3 separate regions of the Mus musculus genome follow, and regions 1 and 3 are each linked to region 2. The links are chromatin contacts, called in public HiChIP or PLAC-seq maps. All regions are on one chromosome and are shown on one strand. The core of a region is the stretch at or near the end of the contact, and the rest is flanking DNA. Distances in the headings are between cores, read along the strand shown.

Region 1 (4,519 bases), core at 1,148-3,647, 300 kb after region 2:
TCCTGACTTCCTTTGGATAAAGATGTAGAACTCTCAACTCTCAGCTCCTTCCCCAGTGCCATGCCTAGACACTAAACCTCTGAACCTGTAAGCCAGCCCCAACTAAATGTTGTCCCTTAAAAGAGGTGCTTAGATCCAATTTAACACATCTTTTTTTTTTTTTTTTTTTTTTTTTCTTTTTGAGACAGGGTTTCTCTGTGTAGCCCTGGCTGTCCTGGAACTCACTCTGTAGACCAGGCTGGCCTCAAACTCAGAAATCCGCCTGCCTCTGCCTCCCAAGTGCTAGAGGATCAAAGGCATTCGCCACCATTTCCCGGCTCCAACTACCTTTGTTAAAGACAGGATCTTCATTCAGGTCAGTAGTATACAGTTTGAGTCTTGGGCCCTCTCCTCTCCCTTTGTCTCATCAGGATCTCTCTATGTAGCCTTAGCTGTCCTGGAACTCGCTACATAGATCAGGCTGTCCTTGGACCCATGGAGATCCACCTGCCTCTGGCTCTGAGTGCTGGGATTGGTTAAAGGCATCCCCACCACGCTTTTAACAGAAAAGCGTGAGTTGTGTTCACTCTGAGGAAGGAGCTCAGAGCCTCAGCATGTCTATTTCATACACTAAATTGAGGAGGTGTCTTGGGCTTTTCTTAATTAAATCATACACTGTCTACATTTCAATTGCCTTGCTTAGATTATTTATATACAGTCTACTCATCAGTGTGGTTGAACTTAAAAGAAAAATAGAGAGGGGGAAGGGGGGAAAGAGAGTCCAGAGAAGGAGCTGGAGTAAAGAAACCAAATTCGAATCCTAACCCCGTTCTTTCAGCTGTACCTGGGTGTGACCCATCACCCTCGGAGCCTTTGCTGGCTTAGGTATGCTGGTGACGGTAAGTCATCCAGGGTTGGGACGTGCCCAGTGGTAGAATGTGTATCTAGCACACACAGGGGTCTGGTTCTGATCCTTAGAGCAAGAGTGTGAGCAATTGAGAGGGGCTAAATTTTTAAAAATTAAACATGGTCAAACTAAAAATGATTTACAAACTATGAGATTTCTGAAATCATAAGGGTTCAAAGGATCGCCCAGAACAGACATAAAGATCAGGAAGTATCCACTAGCCAGGGTCTAAGTCAATCTGGAGCTTAGCGCACTTCTGCTTGGCCGGCACAGAGCCGCAAGCAAAGCACTGAGAATATTACCAAAGGTGAGTGTTTGCTGAGTGAGTAAGCAACAGAATTACCATTGCCTTAGTGGATGGACAGTACAGTGAAAAGCAGTTGAGTGTCAGGAAAAGTCTTATGTGGGTAAGACAACTTACGATGCTTAATTTGTTATCTATTAGATGGCAGTATTTTTGGTGACAAGGGAGAATATTTTTCATGTCTGTGAACCTGCACTCTGTATCCATTCATTCAATAGGTGCTTAGTGCCCTAGTATGGGCCAGGTACAATTCTAAGTCCCAAACATACAGCGATGTTCAAAAAAGAAAGAAACGAGGGGGCTGGAGAGATGGCTCAGTGGTTAAGAGCACCAACTGCTCTTCCGAAGGTCCTGAGTTCAAATCCCAGCGACCACATGGTGGCTCACAACCATCCATAATGAGATCTGACACCCTCTTCTGGTGCATCTGGAGACAGCTATAGTGTACTTAGAGAATAATAATAAATAAATCTTAAAAAACAAAACAAAACAAACAAAAAAACAAACGAAACAAAAGCCTCCTGCTATGATTATTTATCAACTTTAGCTAGTAAGAGTGTTGACTGAGCCTTGAGCCTAGGGGCGGAAGAAAACATATCCTCATTTAGGTGTTGATTGGCTCTGATTTTAAAGTCAGAGGTTCCCTTTAGAAAGTGTCTTGTCAGCCTTCTGATGCCGTAACAAACACTTGTAAGGATTGACTCAAAGGGAAAAAGGTTATTTGGCTCGCCATTTTGGGAATTCCAGCCTGTGACCAAAGAGCTGTGCTTCCGATGTGGTGGAGTAAAACCACAGATCAAGGATAGGGGAAGAAGAAAGGGTTGGAGCCCTACAATGCCCTTCAAGAGGACACAGATCCTAAGGCCCCCTGCACAAGGCTCTACCTCTCAAATGTTCCACAACTTCCCCTTGGCACCACACTGGGGACCAGAACCTTCCACGTACGGATCTTTGGGGAACCAGGATCTAAACTGCAGCAGGAAGTCATTTTTCCTAGTTGCTTTTCTTTTTTTTTTTTTTTTTTTTTTGCCATTAATATTTAGTTTGGGAACATGATTTTTAATGGTGAGGCGAAACAAACAAAGGATAATGGCAGGCAACGGCTGGCATACAGCTGGGAGGTGGGAAGTTTAATCTTCTAATTCTTTAAGTCAAACTGATGATGTCACTGGGGAAAAGAGAGTCAGTTGGAACCTGGTGTCTGGCAGTTACTAGAGGAGCTGTGGCCGGGCAGAGGGTACCCAGGAACCTCCCTGGGCCCTTAGCCCCTAAAGCTGCCCATACTGTGTGTTCAGCCCTGTGTACAAGAGCCATGGGACATCTTCGGACTGAGAGAATTATCTAGAATGGAGAAGGACAACCCCCCACACTTGGTGACTCCCACATCAGTGAAGGCTATTATCTCAAAGATTGAGACTGCCCAGCTAATTCGGACTCAGGAGGTAACCCCAGAGACGAGGAAACTACCCTTCTATTAGGGTCTGATGTAGAGGCTGGGGACTGATCTCTAGTTTACACAAGACTCCAGCCTCTGGGCCTTTGGGGGTCCTGGGAGACTTGACAAGCCAGGTTTGCAGACAGGTGAGTTCGGAATGCTCACATCCTGTATCTGACTTCTGCAAGGGAGGCTAAGACCAACCACCTCTGAAAAGCAGGGATGTAAGGTCACAGCCCCGAGGTAAGTGGGCAGGAGGCTCCTGGACAGCACCTAGCGATGGATCCTAAAAGGTTTTGTGCAGGGGTAGATTTTTAAAATTCACACTCTGTGTTGGCAGACTGCTAGAATCCCCTAAGCTATGCCCCGGAAACACTTGGGAAGATGTTCAGAGATGTTCAGAGGCTCGGATCACTCTGGGGATGAGGCTCGGGTGCAGCTGTGCTCAGTGTTTTTCCATCTCCCCCGAGGAGCACTTACAAGGAGGGGAGTAGATGTTGACTCGGGACAGCAAAGGACACACTGCTTGAACCTTTTATCCAGTGTTTCTTTGGGATTTCCCTTTTTGTTCCCATGTTGCTTCTGAGTCCTTGTGAAATTCCTGATGTCTCCAGCCAATTCTGAAATTCTAAAGGCTTAAAAATTAAAATGGTAGGGCTGGAGAGATGGAGAGATGGCTTGGCAGTTAAGAGCACCGACTACTCTTCCAGAGGTCCTGAATTCAATTCCCAGCAACCACATGGTGGCTCACAACCATCTGCAATGGGATCTGGTGCCCTCTTCTGGTGTGTCTGAAGAGAGCAATGGTGGACTTATATACATAAAATAAATAAATAAATCTTTTTTAAAAAATTAAAATGGTAATAAGAGCCGATGCTCTCTCTGTGTTCTGGGTGCAGGTTTTGTTTTATTTTGTTTTGTTTTGTTTTGTTTTTTGTTTTGGTTTGTTTTTTCGAGACAGGGTTTCTCTGTGTAGGCCTGGCTGTCCTGGAACTCACTTTGTAGACCAGGCTGGCCTGGAACTCAGAAATCCACCTGCCTCTGACTCCCGAGTGCTGGGATTAAAGGCGTGCGCCACCACGCCTGGCCCTGGGCCCAGTTTTAAACCCTTTACAATATCATTTCATGCCATTCTCATAAAAACCCGTGGCATAAAGTACTATAGCAAGCTCTGCCTTAACAGTGAGAAAGCCCTGAGACCCAGAGTTACACTGCTAGCACATGGGCAACGGCCTCCAAGATGGTGACCCCTAACCTCTGCCATCTGCTGCCTCTGCCCCACCTAGGATATTTCCACCCAGCTCTCGGACATCTTGGACAATGTCAACTGTGCCATCAACCGCTTCCAGGAAGAACTGGGATATGACTTAAAAGAAAGAGCGAAGCCTCACCAACCAGAGCAGAAAGGCAAGAAGAGGTTCATCTTGCTGGAGAAACTCGCCGCCTTCTCTGATGACGCCAAGGCCAAGGAGAAGCACCTGTATGAGATCCTCCACTGGCTGGGCGAATGGGGTGAGTCTGAGGGCTTGCTGCAGTCGGTCCAGAGACTCTCCACCTAATCAGCACCTTGCAAGGAGGGGGTGGGGCTGGTGGCTGCAGACAGCAAAGGACAGACTGAAACTCCTCCTCCCCAGTGAAGGAGTCTAGTGTCACCACACACAGCACGCAGCAGCCTCACTCCCCAGAAGGGCTATGTCATGTCAGTCGGTCTTTTGTTGCTCTGACAAGTAAAGAAGGGTAAAGTGTAACGGTGACTTCAGAGATGTCAGTGGTGATCTCTTGGCCCTATCACTTAGCTCATGGTGAGAGTGAGTCCCAGGGATTGTGGCAGAGGAGGCTGCTCCACTCATGCAACCAGAAAGCAGAGAACAGGAAGAGGCCAGGGGCAGGACAG
Region 2 (4,294 bases), core at 1,406-3,905:
GACAGATACACAGAGGGGCAGACAAAGTCCTCAGATTAACACAGACCCCCTGATGTAGCTTCAAGCTTGGCTAACACATGGAGACGCTGTCAAGGGGTACAGTCCCAGAAGAACAAGCCCCAATATCTTCATAGGGACAAATAAATACAGCATCAGAGGACAGATACACAGAGGGGCAGACAAAGTCCTCAGATTAACACAGACCCCACCCCCACTCCCATGTACTTCTAAAGACATTCTCTGTCCAACCCCCAAGATCTGGTCCGACAACACCCAGAATGTCCAGTCAATTCTGGATTTTCAGTTCAGTACGCTGCCGTGTTTTCAGGAGCCGGGGGAAGGCCCGCACTCACCCAGTGAGAGGGGCTGAACCGATTCATGACCACCGCAGGGCCGAAAGATCGGGCTGGGTTCATGGAACAGCCGGTGAAGTAGATCTGGGTAGATAGGGGGGTCACGGTGAGGAGGGTGCCATCCCTTCCACTCCCACAGAATTCTGACTCTCTCTCAGGGTCACACAGTGTGGGAACCAGCCACACCTCAAATCCAGGTTTCTCAGTCCCTAGGATGCTGACTGCCCACGCAGCCCAGCTGCCCACCAAACCACATTTCTTAAGCACCTGCTCTGGCTTGAGTCTCTGTGCTCGCCCTCCCTTCCACTTACTCAGCTTCTCAGTCCATGGAGGGTCTTGGGGGGGGATGGGCAACATCAAACCTAGAGTCCAGTAAGGCTACAGCTTAGATACCCAAGACCAGATCTTAAACTCTATCGGGTCTTATCTATCTGGAGGAGCTGGCATTCTGGGGTTCCACTGTTCATCTCCATGACACCCCGGTTTGTGCCAGCACTACTCACCCCCACAAGATGGCCCAGTGTGACCGACAAGCCAATGGATAAGGCTGGGGAGCCCACCGGGCTGGTGCGGCGGGAGTCCGTGGAGGAGAAGATGCAGAGGGCCAGCTGGAAAGTCAAGATTAACTCCACCACCACGGCCTTGCCTGGTGTTGTGTTGTTGCTGAGCTGCAAGGAAGAGCTGGGTTAGGACCCTGCTAGCAGCCTTCAGGCTCGGTGACAGGCTAGACAAGTAAGGTTCTGGTCTTCAAGGACACCTAGAGCCTGAGCTCTTGGAAGTCAAGTCCCCTGCATGATCCAGACAGGCGATTTGTTGGAGAAACTGCACTTCAGTGTGCGCAAGCTTGAAGCTCAGGCCTGTAGCCAGAGGGTAGGGTGTCAGCAAGTTTTCCTGGGTGCCATCGTGTCAACGGCTCTGCCCAATCCCCAGCCCCCATGAGCTGGCATTTACCCTCCCTCCTGTGGGCAGCTGCCCAGTTTGCCTACTGCAAACAGCCCCTGGCCTCCTATCCATGCCTGACCCGCTGCCGGTGCCAACTTCAAACCCGTCTCTCCAGTGTGTCTGACTCACAGCTTGACAATGGCCGAGAAAATCCTCCTCTGTGTTTGATTAATGAGCCCAGTTCACATGGGACAGGGGGCTGAATCTAGGGCTGCAAAGATGGAGAGACAGCAGGGGGGCAGGAGCAGGGGTTACAAAAGGGGGAGCCAGCACTGGGGGTGCATCACATCATGGCTTCTAAGTGTAATCCCCAGGGCACTGGCTGTGCTCTGATCACCTCCATGTCATGGGTAGTAAACTGGAAGCCCAGGGAGATCACGGTTGCTCCAGACCTCCATCCATCACTATCCATGGCTCCTTGGTGGGTCCCTTAAAACTACACCACCAAGGGGGGTCACAAGAAAGAAGTCACAGGTGAGATTAGAGATGGAAGGGATGTTTTGGCGGCCCTGGGGAGTTAGGCCAGGGAATGCAGCATAGGAGAGGGAGGGGTAGATGAGGGAGAATGTGAAGAGAAGCCAGGACCCGGGAGCACTGAGGTTGGCCAGGAGGTTGGTCAGCCTGCTCTTACTGGCTAAGTTATGCCCTGGTGTTTTGGTTGTACCCATTCTCAAGATGGAGGAGCATGGAAGGTCTGGTCTGAAATGTCCCCAGGGTCCCTGCCCATCCCTCCACAGTCTGGTGGACACTCACCGCATTGACGGCCAGGTTACCCCGGGCATTGCCTGGCGCCAACCAGTACAGGATGCCTGCTCCAGCAATGGCACCCACCAGCTGGGCTGCCACGTAGAAGATGGCTCGGAGCAGAGAGATCTGGTTGCCTATTAAGAGGGCCAGAGTAATGGCCGGATTGATGTGGCCACCACTCACAGGTCCCAGGGCTTGGGCCAAGGTACCTATGGCCAGGCCAAAGGCTATGGAGATCTGCAGAATGGTGGGCAGCGCCGAGGGCCACTTGAGTGCCGAGCCCAGGCCAAAGAAGACGAAGATGAGGGTGGCCAGGAACTCTGCGAACACGGCCTTGAAGAAGGCAACTGAACACACCTCCTTCTTCATGGTGGCCTTGGGGGCCCGGTGGCAGCGGCTGCGTCGCGGGGCGGCCGTCGGGGCGGCGCTGGCAGCGGCGGGCGTCTGTCTGCGGGGCTCTGCGCGACGTGCGGTGCCCACTCCGTGGCAGGCGGCCTGGCGCGGACCGGGCAGGGGCGCGCTATATAGAGGGCGCGCGCCCCGCGGCGGGCAGAGCGCGGGGGGGCCGGGGGCGGCTCCCGCGCCCAGAGGCCAGCGCAGCGCGCAGGGAGCGAGCCTGGCGGGCGCGCGCTCGCAGCCCCCCGCCCCGCGCACCCCCGGCCCCCCGGCCGCACAGCGGCGGACCCGCCCGGGCCACGTGACCCACGCGGCAGTGTAGACTGGCCCGGCGGTCTGGGTCGCGCGCATCGTGCGCTCAGCGCTGCTCCCGCGCCCTCCTGGTCGACGTGCGTGCTGGGCTCTCCTGGCGGCTGAGCGCGGTCCCGGCTCTCCTCTCGCACCGAGCTCTGGAAGTCCCTCTCCGGCCGGCCTTTACCGGCGTCCGGGGCCGGCCGGCAGCCTTCCCCTTTTCTCCTCCTTGGGCTCGCGCGACCGGAGCATCTTGACCCGGTCGGTCTCACCCACGGACGGGTCAGAGTGATGAGAGTCTCTGAGGACAGCGCCTCTTAGCTCCTTATCCGCCCGTGGCGGGGGCGGTTCGGCGATCGTGGGCCTCTCCCCGGTCCAGCCCGGCAGGAGCGGGGGCGTTGGATCGGGAGTACAGTGCCAGCCTGCTCTGCGCTCGGCAATCCTCGACGCCGCGTGTGGCGGTGCCTCTAGGCAGCGGGCTCTAGGAGGCGTTCTCAGTGGTAGCCCTTGGGGACCCTGGGGTGGTGATCAATTTGGGTTGTTTGGGCTTAGGGAAGTGCCTGAGACTGGGGTCAGAGGAAAGGGTCTTGGCCTCTTCTGTTTTCAACCCAGAACTCCATCACTTTAGTCACACTAGACCTCCGGAGTGGCTGTTTGCTTCTTGTCCCTGTTGGTCTTTCTCCCAACGTGACAGTCTCAGTACCCCCATCCCCACCTCTCTTTGTCTCTCTGTCTCTTTCTGTGTCTCTGGCCCTCTCCCTCCATGTGTTCCTGCGTTTCTGCGCCCTCTCCCCACCAGTCTTTTAGCCTTGTCTCTTTTCCTCAGTCTATCACCCTTTGACTTCTGAGTCTTCCTCTTTCTGCCTGTCTCTCTGACTCTTCGTTTCTACGTTTTCTTCCTTTTTTTTAAAACGAGCTGTCCATTACTGTTTCTAGCTCTATCTAGTTCGCCTGCCTTTAGCCTCTTTCAATCTGCAGGTCTTTGTTTCTGCCGGCCTATCTCACTTTCTAGTTTGCACACTCATACAGTTGGTTTTTCTCGTCCCCACCCCCACTCCATCAAGTCCTTGCACTCTTGGACTGGCCAACACATTTTTCTAGTTCCCAGCTTCCTCTTGTCCTTTTTTTCTTTGGGCTTCCAGACCCTCTCCATTGCTTCTCCCAACCCTCCACCTTCCCCCTCCGCAGGTTTGGCATGTGTAGAAGGAGATTGGAGGGAGGACCTTCTAGGGTTTGGGGGCAGGGCAAGGACCCATCCTCAGGATCCCAGAAAAAGAGCTGCACTCCCTCTACCCCGTACGGTTAGTGTTTGAGCACTTTGCACCGTTGCACCGTACCAGCCATAGAGCAAGGCCCAGGAAAGTCACCTCATGTCTTGGTCAGTTTTAAAAGCCTCCTAGGGTAATTGAGCCCTAGGGTGCAACAGAGGAAGAGAAAAGATACACGTGTCCAGCAGGGGCTGAGGGTGGAGCCTAAGGAAAAGCAAGAACGGGGAGGAGGAACTTTGGGCCAGGTGGCAGCTAAGAGGCCAAAGAAAACAGGGTCCAAAGAAACCCCACTATTGT
Region 3 (4,621 bases), core at 1,563-4,062, 260 kb before region 2:
ACTCTGTCCTGATACAAGCATCTACGTCCTTGTTGACTCTGGGAATTTGGTTGGCGTTACAATTATCCTATTGTCTAGATACATATCTCTACAGGCAGCTGGCTGAAGTTCTCCAGCAACAGTGGCAGTGACTAGCCCACACGCCTATAGACTTGTCTGTTATGTCTCTGCAGTAAAACAGTGAGCTTTGTATGTATGATAGATGAAGCTTCTTGTTTATAGGATTTGGGTGACAAGGACAGTCTCTCACTACTCAGACTAGGCCGTCCTCAAATTCAGGATCCTCCTGTCTCTACCCTCTGTACTGGTATTACAGAGGCTTGCTTGTAATACCATACCTGCCTTCAAGTTATTAAGGCTTCATTTTTTTCATATGATTTGCATTTATGTCAAAAGTTTGAATAAGGGCTGGAGAGATAGCTCAGTGATATATGTTTTTTATGTAAAAAAAAAAATTTTTTTTTTTTGGCTTTTCTAGACAGAGTTTCTCTGTATAGTACTAGCTGTCCTGGAATTCACTTTGTAGACCAGGCTGGCCTCGAACAAATATTTTTATTATATGTACATACATATACATATATTTTATTATGTGTACATTTTATATATTTATTATTTATTTATTATATATTGTATTATGTTTATATCATAAAATCTGACCTAAGAGGATGGTTTTGGGAGTCTGAAAAAGAGCCTCATCTAGAAAGACTGGATGCTGAAGAGCAATACTATACCTTTAAGTACATAATAGCTGGATCCCTGTTTACAGTGGAGTGTGTATAGTGACCAGAAGTAACTGTTTCTCTCAGAAGTAGGGATGATTACCTCTGATGCTTACTATTCTGATAACAAACTGCAGTCCCTTGAAGACTTTGGGGCTGTGGATGCTCAAATCCCTTTATATAAATAGTGTCATGTTTACATAGAACTTATATGCAGTTCACACCATCATTAGACTACATATGATGCCTAGCATGATGCGTGCTGCTCTAATAGTTGTGTATATTGATCATGGAACAACGACCCGAATCTGTGCATTCAGTGTGGGTACAACACTGTTTCTTGGTTTCTTGGTTTCTTCCATGGTTTCTTGTTTTATTTGATCCTTGAGACAGGTCTGAGTGGCCTTAAATTCATGACTATCCCCCAGCCTCAGCCTCCTGAGTACTGAGAATACAGGCATGCACTAACATACCCTGTATATGCAAATTTTTGAAAATATTTTTTGGTTCTCAGTTGGTTTTATTCCGCTAATGCAGAATCCAGGTGTGTAGGGGGCAATCTATAGCCGTCTCGGTGGTTTTTGGTAAATTCTAATCACATTTATGTGCACCGTGGCACAGGTGTGGAAGTCAGAGGTCAGCTTGCAGGGATCAGTTCTCGACTTTTATTTATTTATTTATTTATTTATCAGTTCTCGACTTCTATTTATTTATTTATTTATTTATTTATTTATTTGTTTGTTTATTTATTTATATGTAAGTGCACTGTAGCTGTCTTCAGACGCACCAGAAGAGGGCATCAGATCTCATTATCATTACAGGTGGTTGTGAGCCACCATGTGGTTGCTGGGATTTGAACTTCGGACCTTCGGAAGAGCAGTCGAGTACTCTTACCCACTGAGCCATCTCACCAGCCCCCAGTTCTCGACTTCTAACACGCAGATCGTGGGGCTTAAACTCAGGTTATCAAGCTTGGAGAAAGCGCCTTTCCTCACTGAGCTACCGTGATGGCCCATTGTTCCCTCACTGAAAACCAACTGGTGTAGGTTTGCAGCAGCCAGGTGGCCCAGGAGTGAACATCTCCCTTCCTAGCTATCAGTATGTAGTCTACTATTGAACCCAACCCAGCACATTGGGGTGGATAGCAAGGGGCACTGCCATCAGCACCACCATAGGCATGTATCACCACAGCCAGCTAAAATAAGCGCTCATAGAACATGATGTTCACATATGTCTCATCTTTCCAGAAACTTTTCGTGCTCCACCGCAGACTGCGGTGCATGATAGATCTCTTGTCCTGCAGATGTGAATGTTAAAGCGGAGAGAAATTTTTATTTGCCTTAAAGGTCATACATAGAAGGATTAGACTCTATATCTGTTCGCTCACAGGCTACTTCTCTCCACCGTTGAAATATGGCCCAAATTCCTCTTCCCCGCCTGGCTTCCTTCCGTCTGTTTCTGCCTGGAATCTAACTCTTCCTCAGACACTAGTGCTGTGCTTCCCCCCCCCCCCCATTCACTCCCCTCTCCCACCCTGCCCTCACTTTCACATTCTTTCCATTCTGCAAATCCCAAGTCAAGCTAATGTCTTTTCCTCTCACCGAGCCAGAGGTATGCATCGAGCCAGAGGTATGCATCGCCTCTAACCACATCGTTGCCTTGTGCTGTAATTGTGTAGATGGCTGCAGAGTCAATAAATCACGAGCACTCTTTGGAGAGGAGCTTTCTGTTCAGCTTTGAGGGTACCCTCTATTCACTGCTTGAATATGAGGGGTGCTTCTCCTAACCTTTGACTAAGATTTCCCGGGCATTTTGGTCAAAAGTAATCAAAACCATGAACTTAGGAGTTGCTTTTTTTTTTTCTTCTTTTTTAAACCTTATCATCTCTACCCCTCCAAATAATATAACCAGGCATGGTGGCAGATGCTTGTAATCTCAGCACTTGGGAAGCTGAAGCAGGAGGATTGTGAGTTTGAGGCCAGCCAGAAAGACCTAACTAGTAAAACCCTGATACAGGCGTACCTAGGGTGCTGCTGCTGGTGTGAGTACTGTGCATACTTGCTGCCCAGGCGAGTCTCAAGCATTCCTGCCTCAGCCTTGAAGACAGCCGGGACTGTGAACTTAGAGTGCCGCATCTGGCTCTGCATTTCCTTTTTCATGAACAGCTTTCAGAACATACTTTGTTTATTTTTTTTCTTCCTTTATCCATAATGGTTCACTGTGAAAGATCTGACAACATTTATAGTCACACCCACATGGAAGCATAAATCTTCCAAATGTTGTCCTAAAGTGTTGGTCAACGTTTCCTAAATTTGGCTTGAAAGGCGACTGCTGTGGTTTCCGGTCCTGACACTTAGCTGAATTACACGTCGCCCCCACCCCCTTGCCTTTTTCTCTTCAGAGAAAATGCTGACGGTGCTTGGTGAGTCTGTCAGCGAAGGTACGGCACACTCATGTTGAGCTCACATGAATGAGGGACATACATACGTGTTCAAAGCTTCCACACTTACTGTGTTGACTTAGTCTGTAGGAGTGTCATTTCCTCTTCATCTTATTCATCCTATTGTCCTGAATTTTTAAATTTTTAAATAAGTCTGAGAAAAAAACCACAAGCTTTAAGTGGTGAGAGCAACTGTACTTGAATACACGAACGTTAAGTCATCAAAAACTAATCCGTGTTATTTTCAGAGAAGGCTTTGATTAGAAGGACAGCACACTGCCTGCGGGTATGGAGGGTGGTCTCAGAAGGCGATCTGGAGGGCTTGGCCCGGCACACTGTATTGTGCTGTTGTCAGGGCTGATGAGAGAGAGAGCAGTTCTAACGAATCCATTCTACAGATCAGTCCTGCTCTGTGGTTGCCAAGAGAACAGCTGTTTCATCTGTATTTTTTTTTCCCCTACTCAAATAAGGAAGTATTGACTTGTTTCTGATCTCACCTCTTCTGGACAAAGGTTGGAACTCCTTTGGTAATTACTAAGACAAGAAAACCCCACCTCCAGGTTAGCAGGTGGGAACCGAGTGGTGTGAGGGGTGCACTTCGTGTGTGTTCTACAGCTTGGAGAGATTCCAGAAAGGAATGTTAGGTGTAGAGGATTTACCCTCTTAATTTAAATATGTACTTTACCCAGACATTTAAAAAGCTTGATAAGAGCCAGTGGTAAAACATTACACTTAAAATATTCTAAATATTCACAATACTAAAGTATGTCTAATATTTAAAATATATTCTCTCCTTAAATCTACAGTAAAATCCTAGAAAGACAAATGCTGTCTTTGTTTTTTTCATTTGAAGATATTAAAACTAAAGATTATGTAAGTTGGAACATTTTCACAGTTGCATGGCCTGGATACAATGTATCGTGATCATACTTACCCAGTCACCCTTCCTCATCCCAACTCCTACTGGGCCTCTGCTGCTTCCCCATCAGTTCCTCTCCTGCTTTGTATCTTATTGATCAATCCATCAATCAGCTTTTGATTGGTTGTTTGGGGACAAGGCATGTACATCCAGGACAATGTCAGGAGGTTGTCACCATGTGTGTCCCAGGGATAGCATTTCAGTGGTCAGGCTTGGTGGCAAATGTCTTTACCCACTTAATCATCTCCCCGCCTCCATGTCCTTTCTTTTGGTGTGTAGGTCTTGTTCGGGTGACCATAGCTTCTGTGTGCTTGTGATTGTGAGAGTGGTCACATCCAGAAGACTACATTTCGTGGTACCGCTGTCTGTCCTATGGCTCTAACATTCTTCCCCCTCCTCTTGCAGCGCCCTGTCTAGGGCTGAGGATTGCACTCTGAACTCGCTTATCCTCAATACTGACAAGTCTCTACTTTAACCATTGTACATAGAAGATGCTCTGACCAAAACCAACCCCAGCACTGTTCTGTGGCAGTTTGTCAACCT

What was found. HiChIP or PLAC-seq counts read pairs in DNA pulled down with a chosen protein or histone mark.
Region 1: an H3K4me3 HiChIP or PLAC-seq map of embryonic stem cells shows a contact between it and region 2, with 4 times the contacts expected there. The contact joins the promoter of Fam186b here to the promoter of Aqp5 in region 2. A contact is called at or near these places in 1 of 39 promoter capture datasets (cranial neural crest), 2 of 115 datasets of contacts at active chromatin or transcription factors (bone marrow-derived macrophages and embryonic stem cells) and 2 of 9 other capture datasets (macrophages and pancreatic islet).
Region 3: a contact with region 2 is called in an H3K27ac HiChIP or PLAC-seq map of VIP interneurons, with 2.6 times the contacts expected there. The contact joins the enhancer-like site here to the promoter of Aqp5 in region 2. A contact is called at or near these places in 4 of 39 promoter capture datasets (the C10 cell line, cranial neural crest, embryonic stem cells and 1 more), 1 of 15 datasets of contacts at CTCF or cohesin (the NIH/3T3 cell line) and 4 of 115 datasets of contacts at active chromatin or transcription factors (VIP interneurons, astrocytes, pancreatic cancer cells and 1 more).

The regions. Positions count from the first base shown.
Region 1 is chr15:99,285,058-99,289,576 of GRCm38.p6, reverse strand. It overlaps Fam186b (family with sequence similarity 186, member B), which reads left to right and starts at 2,397. Exons shown (of 8, transcript NM_001081254.1): 1 at 2,397-2,632; 2 at 3,912-4,137. The coding sequence starts at 2,537.
Region 2 is chr15:99,589,389-99,593,682 of GRCm38.p6, reverse strand. Aqp5 (aquaporin 5) reads right to left here and starts at 2,655. Exons shown (of 4, transcript NM_009701.4): 1 at 2,049-2,655; 2 at 857-1,021; 3 at 354-437. The coding sequence starts at 2,411. The region is part of intron 3 of Gm34765 (a long non-coding RNA gene); the gene reads left to right.
Region 3 is chr15:99,845,837-99,850,457 of GRCm38.p6, reverse strand. All of the region lies in intron 1 of Lima1 (LIM domain and actin binding 1), which reads left to right. Among named protein-coding and RNA genes, the nearest start is that of Lima1, 27 kb to the left of the region's middle. Within about 2 kb of position 2,812, at least 87 of the 459 cell types and tissues checked have an H3K27ac peak or open chromatin away from gene starts, as enhancers often do. A contact at or near this core is called in the NIH/3T3 cell line and pancreatic cancer cells, where this site is marked.